Regions from separate parts of the Zea mays genome. Here regions 1 and 3 are each linked to region 2. The links are chromatin contacts, called in public Hi-C maps. All regions are on one chromosome and are shown on one strand. Each heading gives the region's core, a stretch centred on a gene start, on an enhancer-like site or on the middle of the called end of the contact. The rest is flanking DNA. Distances are from core to core; before and after follow the strand shown.

Region 1 (3,101 bases), core at 261-2,760, 130 kb after region 2:
ACTGTAATGCTGACAGGGCAAGATTTATTCGACGGAATTGCCCTTTTATAGCATTTGCCATTGTTAGATTCATTTCTAATCCAATAAACTAACACGACGCCAAGTTTGTTGTAAACTGGTGCCTAGCTGTATCGATGCCTTCCGCAATTTGAGATTTATATATTACACAAAAAAAAAACTATTTCAGAAAATCCATTTATGTAAGTTCATGAATAGGATGATACTGGGTGACATTTTCACTCGTTTTTCTGTTTGGTACTGGTATGTGATACTAACAAGAGCTGATGATTTGTTAGAACATAAAAGGCAGTTAATCCAAGACATGTGAGGACGTTTAAGGTTTGGGGTTAACTCAGCGACTTCACTCTTATGTCTAATCCAATACATCAAGCCGATGATTCTCACACCTACCACACAAAACAATCACAAACCAACTGCAGCAACAGAACTTAGAAGATCCTGGTTACCTAGGAAGGTTTTCGACAAACCAACTCCAGTTACATGAAAACCTTCTTAGACTAAATTATTGTACAACAAAACGTCAGATTAGCCTTTCTAGCTATGCTGCCGACGCGTTAAGTACCACTGGTGAGGATATGATAGAGTGTGGCGGCCTCCCGAAGCCGCCGCAGGTTGGTCGAGTCAATTGGAATTGTGCCCAGTTGATAGTTTTAGTTGATCCAATTCTCATGTCTACAGAACATTCGACTAGCAAAAGACCCAGTGATCTATCAAAATATTTAATTGTTTTACTAAGTCATATGATCAATAACACTTACAAATACATCTGGATGTGAATAATTTGTAGGTATCATTGGAATTCAATCTTCAGTTTGACAAATAACGGCTTAGTAGCACCAGAAAAAGAGGGGGTTATGATTCCACAGTCTGTGTAGTGTGCTGGTTCAGGGACATGGAACCACCATGCGGTTGCTCTGGACAGTTTGAAGACTAAATATCTCCAGTCATGTATATAATAATCTTACAGTCACTGAGAGGAATCACCACATGGATTTTACATATCATAGTGATATTTGTCGTTCCGTTTATATATTTCATACAAATTTTTTACTTCCGTCGCAACGCACGGGCACTCAGCATTGTATTCACGCCGCCCGTTGCCAGGGCTCTAAGTCCATTGGAGGCTCGCAATTTATGTTTCGTGGCATCGCACGGGCACCTACCTAGTTAGAGAAATAAGTGACATGCTTCCTTCATATTTAAATAAATTAAATATTCTAGTTAATCAATATAAAGATCTTAAAGATAAATTCAATGAACGCTACAATAAATACTGGTGCATGGACGACGGTGTCACCGAAAACAGCCTGCTTGCGGTTTACTCTTCCGTTTACATTTAAACTCTCCTGTGCAGCAAGTGTCAAAGCGTGGGCTCGCGTACGTACGTGCACGTGATGTGCGCGTGCATCCGCGCGCTTGTCCGTTGCCGGCTCCGCTCCTCCTCAAATATTCTCGCCTGCCCTCCTCATTTCCTCCTCAACCATTTCATTCCTTCCTTCCTTCCCCTCGCTCGCCTTCCTGGCTTCTTCCTCCCCAGCACGCACACGCACACGCACACACCCAGCCTTTTGGCTGCCCTGCCGGCCGTCAGAGAGAGAAACCGAGCTCTAACTAACTGAAGTGGCGGCCACATAGCTAGCTACTCTTCTGATCCTGAGCGCGCACGCGCCATGGCTCAGGAGGACGTGCACCTGGACGACGCAGGCCTCGCGCTGGGCCTGTCCCTCGGCAGCGGCAGCGGCGGCGCCTCTGGTGCGGCGCGCCACGGTGGTATCAGCCGCCGGCTGAGCAGGGAGGTGCGGCTGCCGTCGCCGCACCCGCTGGAGCCGTCGCTGACGCTGAGCTTGCCGGACGAAGCGACCGCGACCGGGTCCGGCGGGGGCGGGGCCGCGCACAGCGTGTCGTCGCTGTCAGTGGCGGGCGTGAAGAGGGAGCGCGTGGATGACGCCGAGGGAGAGCGGGCGTCGTCTACGGCCGCGTTGCCGCGGGCCTGCGCCGGCGCCGAGGACGACGACGACGACGGGAGCACGCGGAAGAAGCTGAGGCTGACCAAGGAGCAGTCCGCGCTCCTGGAGGACCGCTTCAAGGAGCACAGCACCCTGAACCCGGTACGTAGTACTGTACCCCTGCGTGCGCGACACGTTGGGCGTGACTCACTGACTCCGATCGATTGATGACTGGTTGCTTCGCTGCTTGCTACGCACCAGCACCACAAAACGGCTGCGGCTCCGGCTGCACTTGCCTTGCCTAGTACTACACCTCGATGAATTACTAGTCGACACTGGCTGCGTACATGGCTGATTATTACTACAGCCACACACATATATATTGTACAGTATATGGTACTCGTTATCTCTTTCCCCCCCCCCCCCCCCCCCCCCCCACATATATTTGTATTTTAATATGCCTCAAAATAAGTACAGATATTATTCATCGTTTTTCCACCCCTATCGAGAACGAGAATTCGAGACGAGTTGTGTTTCTGAACGTCCTCCTTTTGCTTTCTGTTGGGGTGTCCTTTTGGCTTGGAGCGAGCAGAAGCAGAAAGTCGCGTTGGCGAAGCAACTGAAGCTGAGGCCACGGCAGGTGGAGGTGTGGTTCCAAAACAGGCGAGCAAGGTTAGTATTAACCAGGCGACACGCACGGACACCGGCCCATGGCATCCGAAGGCGTTGTTGTCGTTTTTTTTTCAATAATATTGCCATGCATGCACACGCAAATAATAAACCAGCAGCGAGCCCACAGAAGCAGATACGACATGCATGCTAATTGCTATGCTTGGGTTTTGTTTAGGACTAATTAAGCTCTGACGGCTGATCGACATATTAACGTGGTTTAGCCGCGCGCGCAGGACGAAGCTGAAGCAGACGGAGGTGGACTGCGAGCTGCTGAAGCGCTGCTGCGAGTCGCTGACGGAGGAGAACCGGCGGCTGCAGCGGGAGCTGCAGGAGCTCCGCGCGCTCAAGTTCGCCCCACACCCACAGGCGCCGCCGTCGTCCGCGACGCAGGCCGGCGCGGCGGCGGGCGTCGTTCCGGCGCCGCCGCCGCCGTTGTACATGCAGATGCAGATGCCGGCCGCC
Region 2 (3,193 bases), core at 91-2,590:
TGTGCTGGGCCACGATAACGAGGCATTAGTACAACTGGTACGCACGCGACCAGAAGCTCGCCGATGAAATAGCTTGACCACCACGGAGCAGAGCTAGCAAATTCGTATCCAAGTACTCCTACTCAGAGAGAGAGGGGCAACGCGAGGGCACAAGGTCAGCTTCTGCTCTACCAGGCACTGACCGCGGCGCGGCGGCGCCCCACGGAAGCCTCGTCACATGGATGTGCTTGCGTCTCAAGAAGCAGTCGCGCGGCGCGGAGAGCCTTCCGCGTCAAGGAAAAACTGCCCAGGCGCTCGTGGTGGCGTCTGGCTGCAGGGGATCCGGAGTGAAAGGAGCGCGCCGTTTCGTGCGACGAACCCAAACCCAAACCCAAACCTGACATGCAAGCAAACACGGCCGCAGGGCCGCTCAACTGATCAGTCTCAGGCCAGCCAGGGCAAATCCGGTACTGCCAGGTCATGTCACAGGCGGTTGGAGTACAACGCCCGGAATGTTTTCGTACGGATGGATATGTGACTATGTGAGTGCCTGGAAATCCAAATTATCTGAGCTTGTATTCACTGGAAATGCTAATATAGATATCCATTTAAACCATTTAAAACTTATTTTTACCACTAATTACTAATTACAAAATGATTTTAATATTGATACAAGAAAAATGATATACACCATTCAAAATATTTTTTAAAAAAATACCAAATAAATAATCATATCTTTATCTATATCTCTACTACTATAAGTATCAATTTTAATGGTCGTCCTCGCATGCATTTATTCGAAATCAACCGACAGTTCCACCGTCTTGCGTCACGTGCGAAGCCTGTCTTTTGCATGTGCAACCAACCATACAACCGCCTTGTACGCTGATATTTTATCGAATATATTATCACATATTAGCAAGATCAAATGACTAATGGATAAACAATTTGTTAACTCTCCCACTAACAATTATTCAACTTATTAGCAAGCCTGTTTGGAGTTCAAGATGATAAAACTAGCCGACAAATTATTTGCCGGATGGATCCAAACAAACCCTAAAACTAATTACAAAGGCAAGACAAATCTATTAAATCCAATTAGTCAATGATTTACCCGTATAATGCTATAATAAACATTAATTATAAATTAGTTAGATTTAATAAATCTGTCTCTATTTAATCTTCACAAATATAACTATTTTTTATAATTAAATTATATTTAATATTTGTAATTGATATCTAAACATTAGATACGGTACATACTAAAATTTAATCGAGAAAACCAAAGACCACCGGTAACATCCGTGTTCACATCATGCAAAACTGCTCCACACAGCAGATCTTCCGGCAAAACGGTTGCGAGGCTAAACTGGACATTTCTAGACTTCTCTACCAAGTCATATCTCATATCCCCCGAAACAGTCAGGGGCTGAGGGAGGCGCCGCCTGGGTGGAGTGGAGAGCTGGAGGCAGATCGAAATAAAGAGCACCTTCCGAACCGACGTCCTCGCCAACGTCGTCTCAAACGTGCCCCTCACGAGACCGTCCTCCAAAATCCTGAAACCTATATAATTCCCGCTCCATCACCGGCCGGACGCCTGATCCGAGCCCCTGAGTCCTGATAGTACACGACAGGCACCGCAGCAGACCGGCCGGACTCGGCGCCAAGCGCGATGGATTTGTCATCCGACGACGTGAAGGCGGCGAACATGCGGCCTGCGGTTGCTGCTGCCGACGGCACGTCGACGCTTCTGCGGGGTTGGCGGGAGTTCATGCGGAGCGGCGCGCCGGCGAGGTTCCTCTGTTATGAGGACGGCAAGTGGATCGGTATCACCGGAGAGGCGGTGCCGCAGCTGCGCCAGGCGTTCCAGGAGAGGAGGGCGATGGCCGATGCTTCGTACGGGGGCAAGGCGTACCTGTTCGACTTCCTCCGCATGATCAGGATCGACGAGGTCACCGGCGAGGAGACCGGGCTGGCGTGGATCGACGACCGCGGGGACTGCTTCTTCCCGGCGCCCGACTGCGGAGGGAGGAAGCGCAAGAGGGACGACGAGCCGGCGGAGGACGAGGCCGAGTCATCCTCGGGCGTGGACGTGCGCTCAGGGGAGAGACACGGCGTGGACGCCAAGAAGATGAAGGCATGGGAGAACGCGGCGGTGAGGCTCGAGGAGAACGACATGTACTACCAGGTCGTCAGCAAGCTATTCCTCAGCTATGGGATGGCGCAACGCGGCGCGGCGATCACGGAGGTGCGCAAGATCGCGCCCGGCGCGAGGACCGTGGCGTTCCGGGAACAGGGGCAGCGCCTCGCCTACGCGCGCTGCACAGCCACCGGCACCGCCAAGTTCGCATGGTACGGCGCCTCGGAGGACGACGTGGCCGCCGTCGTCGAGCGAGGATTCGTGAGGAACAACGCGCCAAGGCTGGGCGCGCGCAAGCACGGCGACGGCGTTCATCTTTCGCCGGCGCAGTGCCCTTACACGAGGTGAGTTCTGAGCTGGTTTTGGCATTCCGATTCAGATAAATCTGGACTTCGCAATTTTGATCGATCCCGAGCTGAGTTGTAGTATAATTTGCCTAGTTGCCAAGATTCCCATTTCTTTTACTTGCATATATATATATATGAAGCTGCATCGATTTTGCCGGGTGAATTTGTAAGAATCTTGCACATAGTTCCTCTTCTATCTAGCCCGCTGATTGGTAAATATATCAAACTAGAGCGAAGTTCATAGTCTTTTTGCCATATATTCCTGTTGTTTTTATTTGGGATTATAATCTGCTCAGATCTTAAACCCTAAACAAACATGCCCTAGATGTGTTTATTTCATAAGTTAGATTATGGTGAAAAAGTAAGAGAGTAAAATATTTGTTTATGACTACGAATAAAATAAAATAAGTTAGTATTTGATAGTTTATTTTAACTTATTTATGATACCAAAATAATATTTTACCCTTCTAAGAGCAACTCCAATAGTTATGTAAATTTTAGCTCTCTAAATCACAGATTTAAAAAGTTGCTAAATGGCTTTTGGAGTAAAAAAATGTGAGTTCTCCAATAGTTCTCTAAATATAGGTTGTAATTTTGTTTTGTATTTATCCACATAAAAAATAAGTCACAAAAACTATATAATGCAGTCAACATTTTTGTTTAGGGAGTTGTTAAATGATTGCCAAATGTAGAGAGAAAATGAGGTTAGATGACAAGTTGTTAAATT
Region 3 (3,471 bases), core at 185-2,684, 170 kb after region 2:
CTAAAAATAAGATTGTATCATTCACATATTAGAATCAAGAGATCATCGTAGTCCAATTATATATATTGTCAATTGTTTTAAGTATATTTTAGGTGCTTCGACAATGAATTACCAGAGAGGAGGGAAGAAGAGACCTGAAAGCTTGATCGGTACGTTTGTGAAGGAAAAGACAATGAATGCCCCTCATAGGATTTTGTAGTCTATGTGTATAGAACTCTGAGCATGTTTGTAATACAAATTTATACTCCAATTTATCACTATAAATAGAGCTACAGTGTCATACGTACGGACACTTTAGGCCCCGTTCGGTTTATAGGAATTGGAGCTCAGGATTGATTACTGGCCGGATTACTTCTCTAATTTATATAGATTTCGATGAGTTGGAATGAATCCAGGTTTATTCCGGTAGAAGCGAACGGGCCCTTAGAGTGATCCGGATTGCTCTGCCTTCAAGCCGTGACTTCCTTACCTAAGCGGATGGATGGTAGGGAGTATCTGACGCATATCCACGTCGATACATATCATCGACTCAGAAGATGGTTCGTTCTATGGATCACCGACGGCATGGTCAGCTGGTACGGTCCCGCCCATTCAATAATGGTCACGCCTATCTAGGCGTCCGCACTCTGCAGATCAGGACTTTTTGGGCACTCGTCGTCCCTTTTGCACCTACACCTGCCTAAAATAGTAAAATTGATATATGTATAATATACCAACATACCCCCACCACCACCAGATATGGCAGCAAGTCATGGGCTCTCCAAGGACCATGCATGCATGCAGATAACTACTACTCATCACTAGATAAGACAGCGTGAAGAAAAACACAAGAGCTGAAAGAGGAGTACTGGTTGGTGAGGCAACCAAGGTAGCTAGCTCATGTGAAGCAGAGCGCCAGGAGAAAAGGAGACGGAGTACAAGCAAATTTGGACACCTGCACGCTCGGCTGCGACGACGTCTAGTGGAAGCGAAAGCAGCTAGCAGCTGACATGAGCTCCATCGATCTCAACCCTGCCCTGATCAGTGATCAATGAACACTTCCCCGTTGCATGAGCCGTTGCCATCGACGACGGCTACACGTGGCGGAACCGTACGACGCCTTCCTAGTTTCCCGGCCGGCGAGCTCCGACCCTCACGCGTGCAGAGACGCAAGCGAGCCGGCCAGCGCTAGGTCAGTTGGCTCTGTCTCAAGGCAAGCTGTATACCCGAGACGATCTTTTATCATGCATGACCCCCCCCCCCCCCCCCCCCCCCTGACGCAATCGGACGCTGCAATTTGCACGCTCCGTGCCAATAGCTGCAAACCCAAGTTCTATCGCTTTCTGCAGGACTAGCTGTAGCAGCAGTGGACGAATACACAGCGCCGGAAACGAGCGTTCGCCGCCAGGCTATCCGCCGCTTGCATAAGTACAGCCCACTCCGACTCCGTATGGGACACATGGGCGGGTGCGTGGTGCACTGGTGCTTCCATCGAACTGTGCTCGTTTGATTAATTTGCCCTCCTCTTCCTTCCCTCCAGCTAACCCATCAGCCATTGGTAGGTAGCCCGTGAACGAAGGTTGCAACCATAACTCTTCTCTTCCCACGAGAGAGAGAGAGAGAGAGAGAGAGAGAGAGAGAGAGAGAGAGAGAGAGCTTGACCGAAATCCACATACCGTGTATAGCTAGTGGTAGCAGTGCAGCCGGCCGGGGTCTAAAGAAGGGGGACCGTACGTACTGCATGGCCGCGTTGACATCTGCGAAGGGCGCTCTCCTTCCGTCGTGGGCTCGCAGCAGCAGCAGCGGCCATGGCGGCGACTTGTGGAGGGTCCTGGGGAAGGCGTTGGCTACGGTGCGTGCGCGATTCTCGCCGTGTGTAGTGTGTGCCTGTGCGCACCGTTCACATCACATCCCAATCCCATGCGTTAACCTCTCGCCGTGTGGAAGCTGGACTGTGCGGCCCGCTTTTACTCGTTTCCGTAACCGATCGTTTCTTCTTAATTCGGCCGTGGCCGCCGCCGCGTCCAGGACGATCGATGCCTCTCCCCGCCGCGATGAGATCATCCATGCTCAGAGGTCGGTGTAACCTCTTCCTCCCTTTCGCTGCTCGCTGTTCGCAGGCCGGAGGAGGAGGCGGCGGCGGATGCTCCCTTCTGCTCCCGCGCCGGTGGCAGTCGTCGCTGCCGCAGCTGGACCACGTCGCCGACAGGTGAGCCTCAGTGACAGACAGTACGCCCGGCCGCAGATCCCGATCGGGCATTCTCCGACCGACTCCCCCATTGTTTCGCCATCTTTTAAGTCTGCCGGCCGCAACGTGCATCATGCAGCATGCGTGTGAACGTACTACGCAGGTCCAACGAGGAGAGCGGCGGCGAGATCGACTGGGACAACCTCGGCTTCGGCCTCACCCCGACCGACTACATGTACGTCACGCGGTGCTCGCCGGAGGACCGCGGCGACTTCCCCCGCGGCGAGCTCTGCCGCTACGGCAACATCGAGCTCAGCCCCTCCTCCGGCGTTCTAAACTACGCCCAGGTTCGTTCTCGTCCTCGTTCCGTTCCGTCTTCTCTCTAGTAATTAAACTACTGTATATCGACGACGGTGACGAAACGAAACACCCTGGACGACGCCGACGTTAATTGAATATTATCTTAGTAGTAGTTAACAAATTATTGGCACGCATGCCTGGCTGCTACTGCGACCAACCGCCGCCCGCTCCCTGCAGGGCCTGTTCGAGGGAATGAAGGCGTACCGGCGGCCGGACCGGGCCGGGTACACGCTGTTCCGGCCGGAGGAGAACGCGCGGCGGATGCAGCGCGGCGCCGAGCGCATGTGCATGCCGGCGCCGTCGGTGGAGCAGTTCGTCCACGCCGTCAGGCAGACAGTCCTCGCCAACAGGCGCTGGGTACGTGCGTACGTTCCGCTGTTTGCCCGCCCCGCCCCAGCCACGCGCCGGCGCCGACCAGCGATCACTTGCGTGCCATGCGTTCCGTTTGCAGGTGCCGCCGCAGGGGAAGGGAGCCCTGTACCTCCGGCCTCTGCTCGTGGGGAGCGGCCCGATCCTTGGGCTGGCTCCGGCCCCCGAGTACACCTTCCTCATCTACGCCGCACCCGTTGGGAACTACTTCAAGGTCAGTTAGTTTCCACTGCCACACCGGTTCCGTTCCTGCTGAACAGAGAACGAGACGCGACCTTGATTTTTTTTTTTCAGGAGGGCCTGGCGCCCATCAACCTGGTGGTGCATGACGAGTTCCACCGCGCGATGCCCGGCGGCACCGGCGGGGTCAAGACCATCGCCAACTACGCGCCGGTACGTCCCGTCCGTCCGTCCGGGACAAATCTATACTATCGCCCGACGACGCGCTCTGACGGGGCTGCATTGTGATGTGCTGCAGGTGCTGAGGGCGCAGATGGACGCCAAGAGCAAGGGGTTCACGGACGTGCTGTACCTGGACTCGGTCCACAAGCGGTACCTGGAGGAGGTGTCGTCGT

What was found. Hi-C and Micro-C count contacts between places; a contact is called where the count stands out from the background.
Region 1: a Hi-C map of leaf shows a contact between it and region 2, with 5 times the contacts expected there. The contact joins the promoter of LOC100193486 here to the promoter of LOC103633148 in region 2. A contact is called at or near these places in 8 of 25 Hi-C or Micro-C datasets (bundle sheath, ear, leaf and 1 more) and 2 of 3 datasets of contacts at active chromatin or transcription factors (leaf and seedling).
Region 3: a Hi-C map of leaf shows a contact between it and region 2, with 4 times the contacts expected there. The contact joins the promoter of LOC100281255 here to the promoter of LOC103633148 in region 2. A contact is called at or near these places in 13 of 25 Hi-C or Micro-C datasets (bundle sheath, ear, endosperm and 4 more).

Annotation. Positions count from the first base shown.
Region 1 is chr1:29,553,003-29,556,103 of Zm-B73-REFERENCE-NAM-5.0, reverse strand. LOC100193486 reads left to right here and starts at 1,510. Exons shown (of 3, transcript NM_001138601.2): 1 at 1,510-2,129; 2 at 2,560-2,639; 3 at 2,873-3,101. The coding sequence starts at 1,692.
Region 2 is chr1:29,681,685-29,684,877 of Zm-B73-REFERENCE-NAM-5.0, reverse strand. LOC103633148 (probable inactive poly [ADP-ribose] polymerase SRO3) reads left to right here and starts at 1,340. Exons shown (of 4, transcript XM_008654828.4): 1 at 1,340-2,463. The coding sequence starts at 1,652.
Region 3 is chr1:29,508,400-29,511,870 of Zm-B73-REFERENCE-NAM-5.0, reverse strand. LOC100281255 (branched-chain-amino-acid aminotransferase) reads left to right here and starts at 1,434. Exons shown (of 8, transcript NM_001154174.2): 1 at 1,434-1,831; 2 at 2,100-2,188; 3 at 2,331-2,514; 4 at 2,705-2,884; 5 at 2,979-3,110; 6 at 3,191-3,289; 7 at 3,375-3,471. The coding sequence starts at 1,721.